2 separate regions of the Gossypium hirsutum genome follow, and region 1 is linked to region 2. Evidence: chromatin contacts called from public Hi-C data. All regions are on one chromosome and are shown on one strand. The core of a region is the stretch at or near the end of the contact, and the rest is flanking DNA. Distances in the headings are between cores, read along the strand shown.

Evidence for each region. Hi-C and Micro-C count contacts between places; a contact is called where the count stands out from the background.
Region 1: a contact with region 2 is called in a Hi-C map of leaf, with 1.9 times the contacts expected there. The contact joins the promoter of LOC121210944 here to the promoter of LOC107932612 in region 2. A contact is called at or near these places in 6 of 34 Hi-C or Micro-C datasets (leaf, petal and seedling).

What each region holds. Positions count from the first base shown.
Region 1 is chrA12:87,550,384-87,557,148 of Gossypium_hirsutum_v2.1, reverse strand. It overlaps LOC121210944 (ELMO domain-containing protein A), which reads left to right and starts at 2,551. Exons shown (of 10, transcript XM_041082985.1): 1 at 2,551-2,783; 2 at 3,869-3,971; 3 at 4,641-4,744; 4 at 5,170-5,238; 5 at 5,509-5,624; 6 at 5,808-5,862; 7 at 5,955-6,075; 8 at 6,497-6,544; 9 at 6,665-6,759. The coding sequence starts at 4,649.
Region 2 is chrA12:87,346,194-87,353,110 of Gossypium_hirsutum_v2.1, reverse strand. LOC107932612 (photosystem II repair protein PSB27-H1, chloroplastic) reads right to left here and starts at 3,023. Exons shown (of 1, transcript XM_016864671.2): 1 at 2,030-3,023. The coding sequence starts at 2,793. The coding sequence ends at 2,272.

The DNA.
Region 1 (6,765 bases), core at 1,302-3,801, 200 kb before region 2:
TTTAATATTTTCAGTAATGTATCATCTGCATAGTAACCGAGTGGCATCGGGGAAAACTTGTTGGCATGCATTCATCAGTGCCAACTCTCTGTCCGTCACAATAACACGTGGGTACATGCACCCCTCTAGTGTCAACTTTAGACATGTTAATGCCCAATTATAGTTCTCCTCCTTTTCGTTAATGATAAAGGCAGAAGCTATACTAAATGTCTTGTTGGTTGAAGTCATGCCAACAATCTGAACAAAAGGCAGATCATATTTGTTCGTTTTGTACGTTGCGTCTACAATCAAAACGTGCGGAAATGCACGCCATATATCCAATGATCGTGGATGAATGAAGAATAGATTTTCCAATTCATTTGAAATATTATTTACTGAAAACTCAGTAAAAAATTGTTTATCATTCAAAAGCAACATAAGAACCTATATTGGAGTTTTACCGACATTCTGGGACGAGCGAAGCTTTTGCCGTGCATTGTATATGGTTTTTAGTGTAGAAACGTTATTCTCGTCCTGCTCCTTCAGTGTCAATAATATGTCACGTGGTGTAAAATTCTTACTCGTCAAATCAACCAACAATTGTTTTTCGTTTTCTTTCAACTGCCTTGCATAAACATGTCCCTCCATATGTTGTGCAGGTGGATGGTTATGTTGATCACATATCACCCCCAATGTCCACCCATCATATTGTTTAAATAAGAACCTACCAATTGGAATTTACAGTTGGTCTTTTTGGTGCCAGACTTTTTACTTGATTCTTTAAATTTGTATTCACCGCCACGGTCACAAATAAGTGTGACGTAAGACACCACACCATTTTCCTTTGCTTTTGATCTTCTCGTGACGATGATATAACCAAGAGAGAATGCCGTGTTTTGCACCCATTGCATCAGCTCTTCACAAGACTCGAACACCTAAAATTTAAATAATTTTGTTAACAAATATTAAATATTATGAAGATAAAAAAATATTAACATCATGATAAATATTATACCTGATCGGTAAAAAATGGTGATGTCGCCATAGAGATCTCATTGCCTTCATTTAAGTTACTTCCGTAAAAATTCGACGTCTTTTGTTGAACACTACAAATTATGATGAAAAAATCAGTAGTTATAAAAATTTAAAACAAATTTTAATTTATACAAGAATTAATAAATAAAAAAGAAAAAAATTAGAAAAATAGATTTTAATAAAGAACAGTTTAGAACAAATTTATAAAAAATAAAATTACAAATAATAGAGTGTAGTGAGAAGGACTTACTTAATTTTGTTAATAATAATATGAGTTTACGTTAGGGTGTTGTTAATGTTCATCAAAATAAACATATATCTATAACTCTGCCTATTTATTGTATTAATTACAAAAAAAAATAAATTTTCCCCTTTTTTAAGATGTTGACTCTAATTTTTGGACTAAATTGATTACACTAATTAATTTAAGATGTTGAAAATGAAGATATTTGGAAAATGTACTAATTACAACAAAATTAATTTTTCCCTTTTTTAAAGATGTTGACTCTAATTTTTGGGACTAAATTGATTACACTAATTAATTTAAAAATGTTGAAAATAAAGATATTTGGAAAATGTACTAATTAATTTTTGGAACACATTAATTTCTTTGGATCACATTAATTTAAGATCTTGACTCTAATTATTGTATTAATAAAAAGACTTATTGAGAAATACATTCATCCAATGAAATGAGAAATGCTGTAATTAATTACACGGAAAAGGAGAATTAGGGTGTTTTTTTAGCACGTTAGAGGTGTTTTTTTAGCCAACCTTTTTTTTTTTGTTTGGTGGGTGAATAAGGAAAATCTTGGATATTAGGGAATTCCTATGTATTAGGCATTTGAACTAAAATCCCTGCCATTGGACTTGAAACGTGGCAAGACCTTTGTGTTGATGCTGTGAAAACAACTTTGTCGGTTGAAATTAAAGTTAGGAAACATTGAATGAAGCTTTCAAAGGTTCTAAAAATTATATAATTATGTAAATATGTGTTTTGTTTATTATATATTTTTTAGAATTTGTATGAAATTTTAAAATTTTTTTATATAATTATAATTTTAAAAAAGATTTTTATAATTTCAATAAATAAATATGAACTTTCAGAATTTTTTAAAATATATATTTTTTATATTTTTAGAATTTAAAAAATTTTTTTTGTCAAAATTATTGTTAAAAATGTTATACAAGCACCAAATTGAATGTTTTAGCTGTCACCATTGAATTAATATGACACCTCACTTTTTTGATAAGACTTAAACAGTTATTAACGAACAAAGGAGTAACCAAAATATTATAAGTCGATAATATCACTAATTAAAATATAATTTTTTATAATTAAATGATTAAAAAGGAAATTTCACCAAAATTGATTGATATATATATTTTTTGTAATTCTTTTCTCCAAATAGGGAGTGAAGATGAAAAATTTTAAAGTGGAAATAGAGTTATGTTATAAAGTTAGTAGGTAGCCAAAGTATAAAAATATATAACACCCCATCCCTCCCGAGTGCTACGATGAAGGCAAGTGATCCGGGAACTTCGTGGCAGAGAGAGAGAGAGAAACAATAAACAACAATAACACTGCATCTATGATGTATCCAAATTCCTTCTCCCAAACATGTTGCCTTTCTTCATCTTCATCTTCTCTCTCTTCTTCCTCCTTTCTCTATCACTTCTTGCCCCACACTTTTGCCCATCTGGCAATCGGGCCCCATTTTCTTCACAACACATGCATTAGCAGTAACAGGTAGACAAACCCTTTCCAGGTAAAATGTTTTTACTCTTTCTTTATTCCTTTTACCTGTGTTTTAATTTGTCATGCATTGCATGTCAATGTTTTCCTCACAAGAGAATATGCTATTGCCTTTTATGACTTTTCTTCCTTTCCTTTCTTTCTTTTGCATTACAATTTAAAACTTTTTATCTTCACTTTGTTCTTTTGGGATGCCATTAAACTTTCTTACATGCAAAAAGGACCTTTGATTGCGCTCTTATTTCTTAATGTTTCTTTTTATCTCAACCCAAAATGTACTCTTCTTTTTCATTTTCTGGGTATCTTTGTGTTTGTGTCATCATTATATTCCTTGACCCCGTCTCTCTTTCAGAGAGATGGAATGATGAGAAAGGTTGAAAGGGATGGAGGCGCATGAGTTTACTGCAATCATTTGTTACCCATTTTTCCAATCCTTTTTGGATTTTTTTTCCCATTTGCGTTAGGTTAAAAGGAATGCAAGGATCTAATATTTTATTTTTGGTTCTCTCATGAGATTAAGGAAGCGTCGACAATGCTTTCCTTCTTGCTCTTCTCTTCACAGAGTAATCCTCCCCCTAGCCCTCCATACTCTTTTTCTGTCTCTGATTTTGATCACTGGTGCTATTACAAGCCTATTAATTAAATATAACTGTTAGCTTAAGCTGTTCTTGTTATCAAGCTTAATTTGGGCTTGCCTCTTGGCAAATCTCATGAATTTGCAATAACCTTTTTTCAAATATATATATATATAAAGCTTGGTTGCTTGCAATCAACAAGGCTATAACTTTAGGAGTATCTATATTCATTGAGTTCCTGCTATTTATATTTAAAAATATTTCTTCCATTTCTGCATTTAGTAATTATGTCTCTTGTTCTGTTTTATGTCAGAATGAATGCATTGCATTATATGATGAATAGTTAAGAGCTTAGTTATATGCATGGGAATCTACAATACACCGTTTAGATTCCAAATTGAACCTTCAACCTTATGAAACAAGTTAATGAATTTGCAGCCTATCATTCTCAGTCTGGACAATGCCACTATTATTTCTATGCAACTAATTGGTATTGACTAGTTTGTCGAAAATTGAAATGTAGGTTGATGAGGATGAAGTTTACTGGAGCCGAAAGAAGGGCGGTGAAGAGTTGGAATGGCCACACAATTCCACTCACCTACTATCACAGTTAGCTCAATGTTTTAGTGAGTAGATTTTCCTAATAAATTCTTTCAGCATTCCAATGTTTTGGCGCTCCAAATTAGGATAGTCTTCATTACCTAGTATGTTTGGTATGCAAGTGTATATTTGTTCAATTCCTACTTTACATTGACATACAATGCTTTCTGAAATCAACATCATTATGTAGCTTAATATGTAGCCAAATGGAGGGAAACATTTGTACAGCTTAACTAGTTAGAATCATCTAATCTTCTGACACTTCATGAGTTGCCTTGAGCTCTTCATATATCACATGAGGTTCCATGATAATGGGTAGAGTTAGCTCTAGACTGACATGTCATTGGCATTTCAAAATACTAGGAGAGCTGAAAACAAAAGTCTTATGAGGTAGAACACAACATAACCTATTGCTAATTCAAATTTGCTAACCTAGAAATTTGCCCCGTTTTTCTAGCTTTCTTTATTATTAGCATTGGTTCTTTATAGGTATATTTTGCTTCTTTTCTCCTTTCCTCTATGCCAAGTCTCAACATCTCCAGTGTAGAGAAACTAAGAGTAAAATTACTCAAAAGGGTGTAACATGCCATGTTTAAGACCATGTCAACTTATTTCAACATTGAAATGCACGTTGCCTCGCAAAATATTCTACAACTCGTTATTTAATATCACTGATCAGTCTTGTATGGTTGCAGCTAATGCTATGGTTGGACCTAAATCATGGCTAGGAGGGCTGTTCAATCGCTTTGGAAACAGGCGCAATGAGAAGTTTCTTGGCTACACTTTGACTCCTATTCAGGTAATTGAGAATGTTAAGTATTAGGACTGATTTTCTAATGTCTTCAAAATCTTATGTTTAATTTTTTTTTCATTATACAATTATTTATTATCCGGTAAGGTTTACGTACACTCTTACAAGACAGTGAATGCAATGTCTTCATGTAACCAACTCCCTACGGTTGACTATAGAACATCAGACTGTTCTTGAGTAGAACCAAACTGGTTTTTGCCATCATTTCTTGAGTATTCATTTTAATGATGTGCATAGAGAATTTGTGGCATTTGTCCTGCACTAATGAAAAATTGATGCAGAACTAAAGTATTGATTTTGTTAGGCTAATCTGTTTTGATGTATATATAGTATTCATATACATACACATATTAATTCCATTCTCAGCCTCAGTGATAATAAAATTGATATACTTTTTTTCAAATTCTGATCAGGAACAAAGACTTCACAGGCTTCAAGAACGACTACATATACCTTTTGATGAGACTCGTCCTGACCATCAGGCACTTCATTCTTTTAACATCCATATTGTTTTCTAGAATTTCTAACTATGATCAGACATGGTTGTACGTCGTAAATAAAAACTATTTTTCCTACCAGAAGATCTTGAAAAATCATATCTATGTAATTTATTCTTTTATCTGTCATAATTTTCTACAATTTGTAAATAGCTATGGTTTGGGGTCTTCTGCCTTCAGCATGTTTCATTTTAATCAATTTAAATCCTGTATAAATTAGATGATTACTGATCTCATGATCCTTTGGTGTCACAGAAAGCTCTCATAAAATTGTGGCACATTGCCTTTCCAAATGTTGTTCTAACAGGCTTGATCTCTGAACAGTGGAAAGATATGGGGTGGCAAGGTCCTAATCCATCAACTGACTTTCGGTAAATTTCTTGATTCTTTTTCTTTTTTGACTTTTTAACTTGCTGCCTGAGGAGGCTTGGAAAGGATATGCAACTAACGGCATACAGTAATTGGCAAATGCACTTCAATGCAACAGTCTTTTTCCCTAATTTCTACATTCAAAATTGAATTTTATTTGTCTAAAAGTGAACTTTTCATTGTAGGGGTTGCGGTTTTATCTCACTTGAAAATTTGTTGTTTTTTGGCCAAAATTTTCCGGTGAGCCTTCTCTTTTGTTTTGGCCTTTTATATGTCTAGATTTTGCAAGAAAATTGGCTTATTTACTAATTATATAAAAATACAAAATGAAGGCATCTTTTCATAGGTTATTATTGAAGGAAGAAGGAGACAGAGCAACTTGGGAATACCCATTCGCCGTTGCTGGCATCAATGTATCTTTTATGTTGATTCAGATGTTGGATCTATATTCAGGTTTTCTCAAAAATTTTAAACTTTCTTATTCATGTACCACATGTTTTCTAAAAACTTAAGCTCAATATAACAATATGTTACACAAGTATAGTTTCAAATAAAGTTTTTCTAAGTCCTTTTTATCAGCAATTTTCATTCTCCGGTAATTGTTGAGTGTCCTCTGATATACTCATGAAAACAAGCGTTGTAGATTCAATGGGCTATTCATGTGGTAGGACAATCTTTCATAATGATATTTTCATTGATCTTATCCTATATATTTTTCAACTATTTGCATGGAGGTCAATAGTTCAAGTTTCTGAATGGTCTGCCAGGTGTAGAGGATCTTTTTGGTTAGAATGCTAACATATTTTATAGTTTAAGATCCATAGTAAAAATAGGTTAGCTGTTATGTGACCTATCCTCTCTCTGTTTTTTGCAGAAAAACCAAAAAATCTACCAGGATTAAATTTCCTGAAACTATTAGGAGGTAACAGGAACGAGGATCTCAGTACTTTATGCTCAAGCACTGTTGGAATTATGAAACTGATTTTTGTTTTCACAGTTCCTTGTAAGTGGTCTCAAGATCTGAATGTTTGAAATTTTGCAGAAGATGAAGAAGCCTTCGATGTACTATATTGTGTAGCTTTTGAATTGATGGATGCTCAGTGGCTTGCTATGCATGCTTCCTACATGGAGTTCAACGTACTT
Region 2 (6,917 bases), core at 1,774-4,273:
TTCATCTTCCCCACCATTGCCCTTATCCTTTGGTTGAGAAAACTCTAACTTGTCTTTCTTCGAAACAAGCCCAATCAAGGGCTTTGCCATGATCATGGCTTTTGAAAGTTCTCAAACCCCTCAACATTCTACTTCCTATTTCACCCATGGCTTTAACTCATCCATGAAATGGAAAAATGCCTCATTTTTCATTTAGATCCGTAATTTGGAACAGCAGTTCACTGAACTCCTTTGCATACTCTTGAATTGTGTCTTGTTGCGAGAACTAACGCAACTTAGATTGAGCCTCTTTCTTGACATATTGGGGGTAAAACTACTTATTGAACTCATTTTGGAACTGCTCCTAAGTCCCAATTATAGCTTGACTACGTTTTTCATTTATGGACCTACGCCTCCACCAAAAAAGAGCAAAATCAATAAAATATCTAGCAGTAGTATTTACCTTAGCATTATCATCCTTGATGTCCTCAGCACAAAAGTATTGCTCCATCTTCTACAAAAAGTTGTTCGCTTCCCTTGCAAACCTTTCCCTTTTGAACTTATCCAATTTGGGGACATCTATCTCATGGTTTAGTGTTGCACCCAACACTGTTTTACCCACGGCGGCTCAACACACAGTAAGCTCTCCCTCGAGCTCCTCAATTCTTGTGCTCAAAGTCCTCGTCTTGGCTATTATTTCCTCCTTCAAAGTTATCACCATAACCTCGAGAGCATCATCCCCCATTGTCAGCTTATCTGTAGTGGAATTGAGCACCCCTAGCATCTCTTCCACATTGGAATCGAGAGACTCCAACATGGCTTCTGATTTGCTCTTCCATTGAGTCCAAATTTGCAATACTTCCCTCAACTACCTCAAGTGCCTCCCCATATCCCCCATGGACTCTTTGAGATTGATGACTCGTTCTTTCAAAGCCAACAACATGTCCTTTAATCAACTAGCATTCCTTGACCTCCTACAGGTCTTCATTGGCTCAATCTGATCGTTTACTCCTTTTTTCATCTCGATCGATGCCTTCGAAACCTTATCTCAGATATCAACTATCATATGGCTAGAACTTTAGTCTCACAATCCATGCGGGCTTAGGGTATTTCTTGGTTTTAAATTTGCCTAAGTCAGCCTCACTCTTGCAAAGTGAGAATTCTCACAGAAATTCTCCAAGACACTGAAAATAAAAGTGGAAGCAACTCAAAATGAAAGAGCAATGAAAGAATAGAAAATGCCACAAGAAAGCAAAAGTACGCCAAGTGTTTGAGTAAATGCTTTAAGAGTATTCTTATTACTCCAAAAATAATACAAAGAATTGGATACAATGGATAATTACAAATGAGGAGGAAAACCTCTATTTATAGTTGAGCTCCCCCAAAGTGAACAGTACAAATTGAGTTACATTGACGGTTGAGATTAAAACCTATCTACAATTGAGAGTCTTAAGAGATTGACTCAATCCTTTAATATTACAAAATCAAATCTTATCAGATTACAAATATTCTAAAATTAGTTTCTATATTTACCAAAGAAATCCAATTTTTCATAAGTGTTTCACTAGGTCACTAAGGTTTCAAGTAGACGGGCTTTTCCACATGTTCCACAAATCAAGTCAGTTCAAGTGGGTCAAATGAAACCCATTTAATCGATTGACCTTCATGATATGCTTTTTTCACAATTGTCACCGGCTTTGACTCGGGCCTGTGAAACTACAACTCAACCAAGAGAATGGTTGACAAACCAGCCTAAGCCCTGAAATGGGCCTAATTGCTTGTGCATGCTAGGATCCATTCTTACTGATGAACACAAAAATGGATTCTGGATTATGCTTTTGATTGAGGAAGGATCATTTGGGACCTATAAAACCACTTCTTAAATCTCTACAAGCTTATGCTCTTCTGCCCTGCCTGTTTAATGCTTTTTTTGGGTTGAAACCTGTTTAATGTTTTATTGTTTTCTAAAAATATGATTATAGCAGTGTTGATGGCTGAGGAAATTTGCCCTAATTACCTGGAATAAACATGTCAGATACAATTCTTCAAATGTTAAAATTGATGGATATCCATAAACTGACAATATGGAAGACTGTCGATATACAATTCCTAGCAACATATATAAATATATATTGTACGTAATTTATAACCATGATATGGAAAAAAGATACCTTGTCCTAATTCACAAACTGAAACTCAATTTACAATCTCGAACTCCATAAATTAAGTTAAAAATCTCCATGTTTTAAGAAAACAAAAATCGGGCTTCATATGGTGAGAGTAATAGTGATTTTATCTTCCCCGCGATAAAGCTTTCTCGGCAGTGTCTATTTCTTCAAGAATCCTAGCCTTTCGCTTTGCAGGGATTGGAGCAGTTGGTCCAAAGCTAATATAATGGCCAGAAATAGCATTCAATGCTGAGTACATATCACGGAAAGAAGCTCTACCCAGCAAAGCTTTCTCTCTTCTGTACTTAGCCACCCAAGAATTGGATGCCTCTCTAAGCTCAGCTACAGCAGAAGCAATGTTGGGATCATTCTTGTCCATATTGATGGTGCTTCTCACTTTGTTGATCACTTCTGCAGTCTCCTTCACGTACTCCTCATCCGAGGCAGCAAATGCTGACTGAACCCCTCCAAGAGCAAGACCTGCTGTGGTGGTGGCGGCAGCAGCAGCAGCAGCAAGACACAAGAATTGACGCCGTAAGGGTCGCTGGTGCGGTGGCAGTGATGGCGGTGTTTGCGTGGCTCTGGCTTTGATGAGAAGAAGGGGTTTGAGCTTGGAAGTTGGGGTTACAAGTGTTGGGGACGCCATGGTTTTTGGTTGGCAAGTGAACTTGTGTTGGTAGCTTGAGAAATGAAAAGAGGAGAGCTTTGGGTTTGTGCTACGTGGGGGCTTATCACCTTATCCAATTTTGGATGAGAATGGACCCAATGATATCTTAGATATATTTCTAAGAACCTCCAAGTGGCAATACATTTGAGGCTTAATTTCATCAATGTGCTCAAGTCTTAAACTTGATTTATATTCAAGATAGTCATTATCGATGTACATATAGTGCTGCTATATATTAATATCAATATCTTTCAAATTTGTCGTTATGTTGAAAAATATTTTATAATTGTGTATAAAAATATTTATAAATATTAAAAATGGAGTAGATAAATCTATTACATAAAATATATTTTTAATGAATTTCATAAATATATCCTATTTTTAAACAAATTCAAAATAAACAAACATTACTTCTCAAAACTGTTTTTGGACAAAAAAGTACTTTTGAGCAAAATTTTAAAAAAAAATTCTACTTTTGACTAAAAAAAGTGTTTTTTCAAAGTATTTTTTGTGCCAAAAACACTTTTGAAAAACTTAAAAGCATTTTTTTAGTAATATTTTTATTTCAAAAGTATTTTTTCTCTCAAAAGCACTTAACAATGCTAAACTAACCCTAAGTATATACTAATCCAGCATTCAGCTATTCAAAAATAAATAAAATTTTGTAATGTTCTATAAGAGCAAAATTGATTGATATTGCATCACTACAAAATGAAATTTACTTACACCTAAATAAAACCTAAATTTTATTATATATTTTAGAATATTATAAAAATAAACATTCTAGTTGGTACAAATGATACCAATACGAAATACACAACCTTGCTTATAACCTCGAATAATATGAGTGTGCATAATTGGGTTTTAACTAAATTAATTATTTGAATCAACTACTGAATCTAATTCAATAGGAGGTCAGTTAAGAATTTTTAAAATTTTAATTAACAGTTAATTTAATTTAAAATCGAGTAATTAACCGATCAACCAAAATTATTAACAATAAAATATTATAGGCCCAATATATTAAATAGATTCAATATTTTATATGTAAGCCCAAAATATAAAAATGAAAGATATATTGGGCCTAAAATCATAATAGTTTATATATTTTTAAATTAAAAAATAAAAGAAAGAAGCCCTAATATTTTGTCTTCCCGTTGTCAAACTCAAAACAAAGCTCGGATGGGCATCGCTTAACACCAAACCATCTTCTATTCTTCTTGACCTTTTTGATTTTTTTTTTTTCATTTCATCACTTAAGTTTCAAATTTTCTTGTTTTCAATACAATGTTTGTTATGATGATTTTAAATTAGTGTTATTATTGTGTTCTTTGTTATTTTTGCTTTCTTTTTTGAATTAAAAGCAAAGAAAAATAACATTGTAATGGTATTTTTTTCATGTTTCAAATTTATTTGAAAAAAAAAAGTAAAAATTTCGGTCAAATTGATTAACCAAACTTATTTTGACAATATTTTGAAAATTTTTGGCTAGCTTAACAGTTGAAATTTTATAATTTTAGTTAATTCAATTAATAATAATTTAATTAAATATTAACCAAACCGAGTGTGTTAAAATTAAAAGATTATATTGAGCATTTTTCTACATGGTTTGGAAACCTAATTTTATTCTCAAAGATCATTTCAAAGTTTAAGTGGGCTTTAAATAAATCCTCCATCATTACTATTATGACGATGATGAATTGTTAGAATTGGCAGTGGTACAGAACAACCCATGGGCCATGGCCCTTTTCCATGATTTTAAAACCGGCATTAATTCCTTGAGACTAGCTTTTCCATTATCAAAGTCTGGTTTCCAAGCCCACATATCCAAGCCCATAAATAAGTTTCCAATATTTATTTATCGATTAAAAGTTTTTATATAAAAAAATAGTTAGAAAAATTTTAATATATGTCAAATTTGAATATAATATAAAATATGACAGTTAAATTATTAAAATATTAATCATACAAAAATATAGAAAAATGTGTAAAACAACTTTAGTTTTACGGTAGGATAAATGTAAGTGTCACGGCTCATGGATCAAAACTCATGACAAATGCATACTAACCGGTATATGGAAGTCAATTAATTAAATGAGACTCATTCAACCCACATGGATTGGTCCAATTTGTGGAACACATAGAGAAGTCCATTTACTTAAAACATTAGTGGCCTAGTGAAAAAATTTAGTAAAACTAGAGTTCTTATGGTGAATATTGTAAATCCTAAAAGATAAGATTATATAGTGTTTAAATCCTTTAGGACTCTTATCTTGTAGATAAGCTTTAATCTTAACCGTCAATGTAATTTAAATTGTACCATTGGATTTGAGGGAGCTCAACTATAAATATAAACATTTTCTTTCATTTGTAAATTCAATTGTATTTCTTCAAAGTAATATAATATTTTTAAGAGCATTTACTCGAACAATTGGTATTCTTAACTTTCTTATGGCTTTTTTGCTTTTGAGAGACCACTTTCGCTTTATTTTGGTGCCTTTGAGAATTTTTTTTGAGAATTCTCACATTTTGAGAGTCCGGTTGACTTAGATAGATTTGAAATAAAGAAATCACCCAAGGCCACGCAGTTTTCCAAACTAAAGTTTTAGCCTCGTGACATAAGGGTGAAGTCAAAAAATTACTTTAGAGGACCAAAGATGAATCATAAATTATTGGAGACCAACAATTTTACCATTATACTAACATATAGTTTTATAAAATTTTAAGGGGTTAAATAATAAATCTACCATTTTTGGAGTGCCAAAGCCATTGCCTAGCCCTTTGTTTTCGTATTATTGAAAACAAATTGTGTTTTTCAATTTTTAAAAAACAAAATTTATCTTTCTAAAAAATAAAAATATATTTATCTTTTTAAAAAACAAAATGAAAGGTCAACCGCATGCATGTATCAAGTTACTAGTGAATAATTTTCATTTCACCAATATTTACACAGGCATTCAATATAGGTATAATGATTTATTTGTCGTTCAACTTTATAAATAAAAAGTCATTTTAACTTTTTATTTATTTTTTGGCCCCTTTTTAGTTTTTAAACTTGTATTTTTTGTCAAATTTTCTCAAAATGGATGGTTGTTAACTTTGTTGACATAATATACATGTGGATTGCCAAGTGGACAATATGTCAATATTTTAATTAATTTTTAAAATTTTTGAAATACTAAAAAATATTTTTTAATTTTTATAGTTTTAAATAATTTTAATAATTTTTAATTTTTAAAAATGATTTTTATATATTTTTGAATTTTTAATTTTTTTAAAAAATTTAATTAAATGTTGATGTGTCATCCACGTGTATACCACATCAATTAAGTTAAAGAATGTTAATTTTTTCATTCATTTTAAGATAATTTGAAAAAAGAGAGAGAGACAAATTTAAAGACTAAAAAATGAAAAAAAACAAATTTAAAGGCTAAAAAAATAAAAAACTAAAACAACTTTTTTTATAAGTGCCAAAAAATTATTATTCCTTTAATAAATGAAAACAAATCCCTTATTGCTCCGTTTTATTGGGTAGCATTTAATATTTTGCAAGTGACTCTTTGTGGGACACCATGTTCAAATTTAAATATAATAAAAGTTAAAATTGGCTACAAATCTTTATATATATATAATATATATTAAAATTTTAGTTTTTATTTTTATTTTTAAAATTTTAATTTCACTACTTTTTATATTTAGAAATTCAAGTAAAACTATTAATACAGTTAAATATTTTTCTTAAATTTAAGTTCATTATTATATCATTTATTTGTTTTTAGATAACTATTAAATAAACATATTTCTTTTTTTTCAAAAATTTTAACAACGAATTTAATGTGAAATCTTAACAGTGTTAATAAATGAACATAAATTTTTTAATTTAAAAAGTATATAAATTAAATTCCTAAAAATATAAATAAAAAACTAAATTTCAAATTTATAAAAGATATAAATATTTGGAGCATATTTTAACTTATAATAAACTAATTTTTTTTCTATTGAATTTAATTTTTTAAAAATAATTTGATTGTAATTTAATATAGTATCAAACTTCAGTTTTTCTTTTCTTCTATATTATGTATGCCTATTATTGGTTATCACAT